Regions from separate parts of the Ovis aries genome. Here region 2 is linked to region 1. Evidence: chromatin contacts called from public Hi-C data. All regions are on one chromosome and are shown on one strand. Each heading gives the region's core, a stretch centred on a gene start, on an enhancer-like site or on the middle of the called end of the contact. The rest is flanking DNA. Distances are from core to core; before and after follow the strand shown.

The links. A called contact is a pair of places that touch in the nucleus more often than the background predicts.
Region 2: a contact with region 1 is called in a Hi-C map of liver, with 6 times the contacts expected there. The contact joins the enhancer-like site here to the promoter of CCR5 in region 1. A contact is called at or near these places in 11 of 16 Hi-C or Micro-C datasets (blood, hypothalamus, liver and 4 more).

The regions. Positions count from the first base shown.
Region 1 is chr19:53,023,248-53,026,312 of ARS-UI_Ramb_v3.0, forward strand. It overlaps CCR5 (C-C motif chemokine receptor 5), which reads right to left and starts at 1,411. Exons shown (of 2, transcript XM_004018512.6): 1 at 1,333-1,411.
Region 2 is chr19:53,284,325-53,287,389 of ARS-UI_Ramb_v3.0, forward strand. All of the region lies in intron 2 of FYCO1 (FYVE and coiled-coil domain autophagy adaptor 1), which reads left to right. It overlaps XCR1 (X-C motif chemokine receptor 1), which reads left to right. Exons shown (of 7, transcript XM_060402614.1): 3 at 1-146; 4 at 664-894. Among named protein-coding and RNA genes, the nearest start is that of XCR1, 44 kb to the left of the region's middle. Within about 2 kb of position 1,412, at least 13 of the 54 cell types and tissues checked have an H3K27ac peak or open chromatin away from gene starts, as enhancers often do. A contact at or near this core is called in hypothalamus and liver, where this site is marked.

The DNA of each region.
Region 1 (3,065 bases), core at 161-2,660:
TAGACGGAGAGCATCAATCATCTCACCAAATAAAATTGGATGTTGTGTAGCCACATGCAGTGAATGAAGCTGTGATAACAATGTCCAGAAACTGGGTCAGGAACTGTCCAACCGTGTCTGTTCTTAAGCTGTCATTCCCTGGAGTTAGCTTACACATAGCATCATTAGGAGCTTGCTGGTGATAATGAACAGTTCTCTAGGGCACTTTGCCTGCTAAGCACTGTTCTAAGCTTCACTTCACTCATTCAGTTAATCCTCAAGGTGACTCAGTGAGGCAGGTCAGGTTTATTTTCCCCGTTTTGCAAATAAGAACCTCAGAGCACAGAGAAGATGAGTAACTTCCCCAAAGACCCACAGGGAGTAAGCAACTAATTTTGAAGGCAGTCAGTGCTGACTGTAACTTATCTGCTGTGGTCCCTGTCTTTCACTCCTTGGTGAGAGAACTACAAGCAGGATTGTCAGCCTGGAGCCTTGATGTAGTCAAAATGAGACAGACTGATGCCCGAGTCCCTGGAGAAGGTCATAGGAGCCAGCAGCCAGTTGTCAAGTCCCGATTGCCATTCTCATATTTTCTCTGAAGTTTGTGTTTGTAGTTTCTGAGCTGCTATGATTAAGGGACCCCCTCCCCTAATACATAAGAAGTGGTCAAGTGGACAGTGTTTCATCTCCTAGCATACATCCTGTATTAGCTTAGTTCCTTCACAACCCACTAACTTGCCTGGTCTATTTAGGTCCCACCGCTTGACTGAGAATTTTCTCTAATTAGTCCCTGTGAGACTCAAGCTCCCAGTACCTCAGATTAAGCAGCTGGGAAAAGCTCACAGAAAAATCTCACCTTTAAATTCTGAGCCAGAAAAAGAATCAACTAGATTTGCTATGAAAGTTGATTTGATATTTATAACTTGTTATTAATTTGGACAATTTTCAGGCTTCCTTCTTTTCTTGGCAGAAATAAAAGGAGACTTAGACACAGCTTCTGGCTGGGCACATGTTCAGAGGGCATCCTGCTGAGGAGGTTTTATTTCTCCTAACCAAAAGATCATGTCTGTCAAAGTTTTGGCCAGTAATTATTCTCTGAAAATATCTTTCTTTTGAAAGGTGAGGGCTTTTTATAGTCTTCCATTCATAATCCTGTTTTGTATCTTTGATGTTATCACAGCCTGAAACTGATTCTAAACTCTTAACTTTTTCCTTACTTAAAGATTATAGTTTAAGATAGTTCAGTGAACGCCTGGTGTATTTCTGATGTTTTCTATGGTTTCCTGTAAAGGCTTTTACTCATCACTCAAGCTGCGCTAAGAAATAGGCAAAGTTAGCTGAGAGATAACTTACCGAGAGAGATTCTCGTAGGGGAACGGATGTCTCAACTCCTCTGACCAGCTGAGCTGTGCAAGTCAAACATATAGACAGCATAAAAGTAGGAAATGCACAGTTTCTTCTGAATTGGGGGCGGAGTTTTACTGACTAAGTATCTGGCCGTGCAAAAAATCATCAAAGACCAGTCCTTTTTTTTTTTTTTTCTTAAATTGAGCTTAAAATAGACAGAAAATAGATGTCTAATCTGAAACTTTATTCATGGGTTTCCCTGACTACGCAATTTCTTTTTGCTTCTTAGTTCACCCAACTACCCAAATGGTTAGAAAAAAGAAGGAATTAAAGGATATTAGAACTAGAAGAACATGAGCATCTAGTCAAAGGGCCATGTTTTACTGAAAGAAACTTCTGTCCAAGGGACAAATGATTTGTACTAGACTGTAGGGCTTATCAATGGGGAGGCTCAGAGGGTGAGAGATTCTGACCCACTTGCTATTTGTGGAAGCCAGCTGAAACTGACTTTAAAGTGGAGGGAACCTCTCACATTAACCCTGTTATCCCCCTAAACCTGGGCTTCCCAGCTGGCTCAGTGGTGAAGAACCTGCTTGCTGACACAGGAGATGTGTGTTTGATCCCTGGGATGGAAAGATCGCCTGGAGGAGGAAATGGCAAACCACTTAAGTATTCTTGCCTAGAAAAATGGATGGAGGAGCCTGGTGGGCTACATACAGTCCATGGGTTTGCAAGAAATCTGACACAACTGAGGGACTGAGCATGCACGCCCCCCCCCCCGGCTTTGTTCACTCCCTCACTACCCCTTCTTTCCTCCCGCAACTCACACACATACACTCATCACCCAATACTATTTTCCTCTGCAAACTAAAATAGCTGGCTGCTTAAGGGTTTTTACTGTACGTTCACCTGTGAGCTGAATGTATTGCCCATCTTTCTCCAGATCAAGTACCTTGAGGCCACGTCATTATAAAATGTTACCCTCCTTGTTCACCGTTTTGCGGCCCTCCAAGGCAGCCCGTGTTTGTGGGTAGTTGTACTGTGCCAGGGACATAGGTAGCAGAGTCCCACACTCCAAGGATACAGTCTATCTGGAATTTCTCTTGAGAATTTTTCAACATGAAACAGGCAGCAAATGGCACAAGAAAAGGGTCAAGCTCAGGATTCTATTTCAATATCTGCAGTCACCCCAGGCTTCCTTGGTGGTTGGTTACTTATCTAAAAACCTCAATTGTTGACAGCAGAACCGAGAACATAGAACAGAACTGAGAGCCAGCCCCGAGCCACAGGAGGGCCCTCTGCATGCTTTTGTTTCCTCCGCCACAGGCTAAGAAACACGCCAGCGCGGACTGCGACCTGAGAAGACCCCAAACCTGCTGAAGTGGGCTCTGCAGTCAATTGCCTGAACTCAAAGCCTGGCCCTACCCTCAGCTTTCTCATTTGTGGAATGGGCTGGATAATGGTAGTTGCTCCTTGGGATTGTTGGGAGGATTGCTTGAGACATCCAAGTTGAGAATGTAGCGTATAATATACGCTCAAAAAAAAAAATCAGACTTGTACTCATTCAGTGATTCTTTCTTAAGAGAGATTTATTATATAAAATTCTAATAAAATTGGTTTCCTGGGGTCCTTGTCAGCAAAGCAGAAGCTGAAAGGGAGAAGCTAATGGCTGGTGCTACAAAGTAGGGGGATATGACTGCTGGGGAAAGCTAGAATAAGGCAGAAAGAATCAGCAACTG
Region 2 (3,065 bases), core at 162-2,661, 260 kb after region 1:
CTTTGGAGTTTGTAAAAAGCAAAGCAGCTCATTTGAGTGTCAGAACTAAGGGGTAGGGCACAACTCAACCTCCATTTCGGCCCAGCAGCTCTCCTGGAAGTCCTGAGACTGTGACCCGCCTACTTTCCTCAGAAAGAACACTTAAGGTTGAGCAAACCTCCCTTCCGTGAGCACCATGTGTAATAGGCACACTGCCGGGCACGTTCCTAATTGTCTCTGAACTGTGCCTTCATTTGGGGACAGCGAAGAGGCCTAGAGGCCTTGCAGCCACCACATTCCTACGCTGGCGCTCCTGTACTTGTCATAGGGTTCCCTGTGACGGCCTCGGAGTCCAGTCCCCAGCAACCCTTTTCACGGCTGTTTTTAGCTGCTGCTTGCTGTCTCAACTCTTACCAGATGCATCCTCTGGTTAATGGTTTTTCTTGCAGTGGGTATGCAAACAAAACTGCGCGATGGCTCCGTGAGATGGGCACGGCAGATACTACTAATCACTACTAAGGTGGTGGCCAGCCGTCACAATGGTCCCCAGTGGTTTATGCCTCTGGTGTTCACATCCCTGAGCTGGCCTGACTTGGGTAGCAGGTGAGATAGTGCAGAAACGACAGTGCATGACTGCAGAAGCTTGGGCATAAAAATACTGTGGCTTCTGTCTTGCTCTCTTAGATTGCTCACTCTGGCGGAAGCCAGCTACCATGCCAGGAGGATACTCAAGCATCTCCACGGAGGACACCTGTGTCCAGGAACCAGGGCCTCTGTCCAGCAGCCATGTGAACAAAGCTGTCTTGGAAAGCAGAGCCCCCAGCCCCAGTCATGCCTTCAGATGACTGCAGCCCCAAAGGACATCTTGACCTCATTCCATGAAACACTACGAGCTGAAACCACCTCAGTGAGTCGGTGAGTCGCTCACAGATATTCGAACCACAGACAGATAATACTTACTGTGTGACCCACTACATTCTGACAGAGTTTTTAAGAGTGACAGATAATTAATATACCCATTACACAAGTGAGGAAGTGAGCCTCAGACACACAGTGATTACCCACAATTGCACAGCTAGAGCTATGGGAGAGCTGGGAAGAGAGCCCTCATCTTGTGACTGCTGATCCTCAGCACACGGGTTCTCTTACAGCCCCATGATTCAGCAGTTCTCCAATCTGCGTTCGGAAGAGGCAGACAGGAGGCTGCAGGCACAGTGCGGCAACTCCCTAGGCAACTGCGGCCACACCCAGGGAGGGAGCGGGGCTGAGACCCTCTGCTCCTGCTCATTGCAGCCCTCCTGAGCAGGAGGCACCAGAAACAGGGACTTCTTCCCATCAGGGCAGACCCATACCGGTGCAGGCTCACACATGTGTTCCAGCCTCAAGCCCTACGACAAAGCAAACTGCAGCCGACCCACGATGCTACTGGTCCTGCAGGGCTGCGGTGGGAAAGCTTTGTGGTGTCAGGGCTTGCACGTAAGATCCTGCCTGCAACACAAGGTCTGGCCTTGCCTCCCAGCTTCCTCCCTGCTGATTCATGCGTCCACTTCAGAGAAGTCACCCCACTGAAGGGTATTTTCAGTTCTCATGTGACTCACCAGCCATGTGACCACCAGTGCCCCCTCTGCAAGCAGGGCCCATGGGCGACGTGAGCCCTCTGTACTGACAGAGTGTGGTGGACACGGGGTCAGCAAGTGACAAGTCTAGCTGGTTCTGTTTTCTTGTCCTTCCAGCTGGGTTGGACTTATTCCAGCAAGAGCTATGATGGTCCCCTGGGAGGCGGGCGGGACTGCAAGGCAAGTCTGGAGGGTAGTTGAAGATAAAAGGGCAAGAAGGGTTATGTAGTCCCTGCTAGTCTCCAGGGTCCCTAGCGAGGCTGTCAGCCAGGAAGCAATGAGATAGAGCCCTAAGGCAGGGCTGGGCTTCCCAGCAGAGACAGGCTCATCGTGGGCCAAGGAAGCAACAGAGAGTAGCCCCTGGCTGTGCAGGAGACCTACCTGTGGGAGCATGAGGGAGAGGCCTAAGGTGGTGAAATTCCTTGATAAGGGGCCTAAAAGGTCCAGCAGAGAGGCTTGTGCCTAGGTCCTCCTGTGGCGTTCAAAGGCCTCCACAGTAGGAGAGGTTTTTTAAAAATAGGGTCTAAGACACTTGCATTCTAATCTAAACCCAGGATCATATTACCTGGATCACTTTGGTAAAGTTGTTGGCCCATCTGTGCCTCAGTTTCTTCATGAGCAGAGTCAAGTGAATGATTTTCTGAGTTCCTTGGAGCCCAAGGATTCTGCAGACCTCCCTTAGAGTTTGCCATTGGCAAGGAGCCTCTAAACCTATATTGTCCCACAGAAATAGTAAGTAAGCCACACATGCAATTTAAAATTTTCTACTGCACATATTTTTAAAATTCTAAGAATAGGTAGAATTGATTTTAAGAGTATCTTTTATTTAATCTGTCTAGAATGTTGCCATTTCAACATGTGGCCAATTTATTACATTTACTAATAAAATATTTTGCATTCTCTTTTTTTGTACTATATCTTCAATATCTGGTTTGTAATTTTGTACTTAAGCGCATTTTAATAGGGACCAGCTGCATGTCCCCGGCTCAGTAGCCTGAGTTGTATCCCTGACCTGTGAAGAAGGAGGAGACCGCCCCCTGGTGGGAAAAAACAGGAAAGTACATGAGAGACTGAGGTGCTTTGGACTGTGAACTCTCACGTCCATTTTCTTGGCTCAGTAATCACGGGTAATGTCAGCAGTGACTGTATACTGAGGGCATCTGGAGAGAGCGCAAACAAATCAGAGAAGCAGGCTAAGGCCAGACTCCTGATGAGACTGTGAGAATTGATGGCAGCCTCCCTTGCTTCTGGGAAGAGAGTTGACTGTGGACTGTTGTTTCAAGGAATGTTACTCTGAAAGGGAGGGACATGCAAGGGATGGGGCACAGAATAGGAGGGTGTTTCAAGTCGGGGAAAGGTATCTGGACAGCAGTAGAGGCCGAAGAATAATTGTCATGATTGGAGCAAAGGAGCCAGAGGCCTTGCCGAGGCAGACCTGCAGAGCTGGTTAGCAGTGCAGCCCTTGGGGCC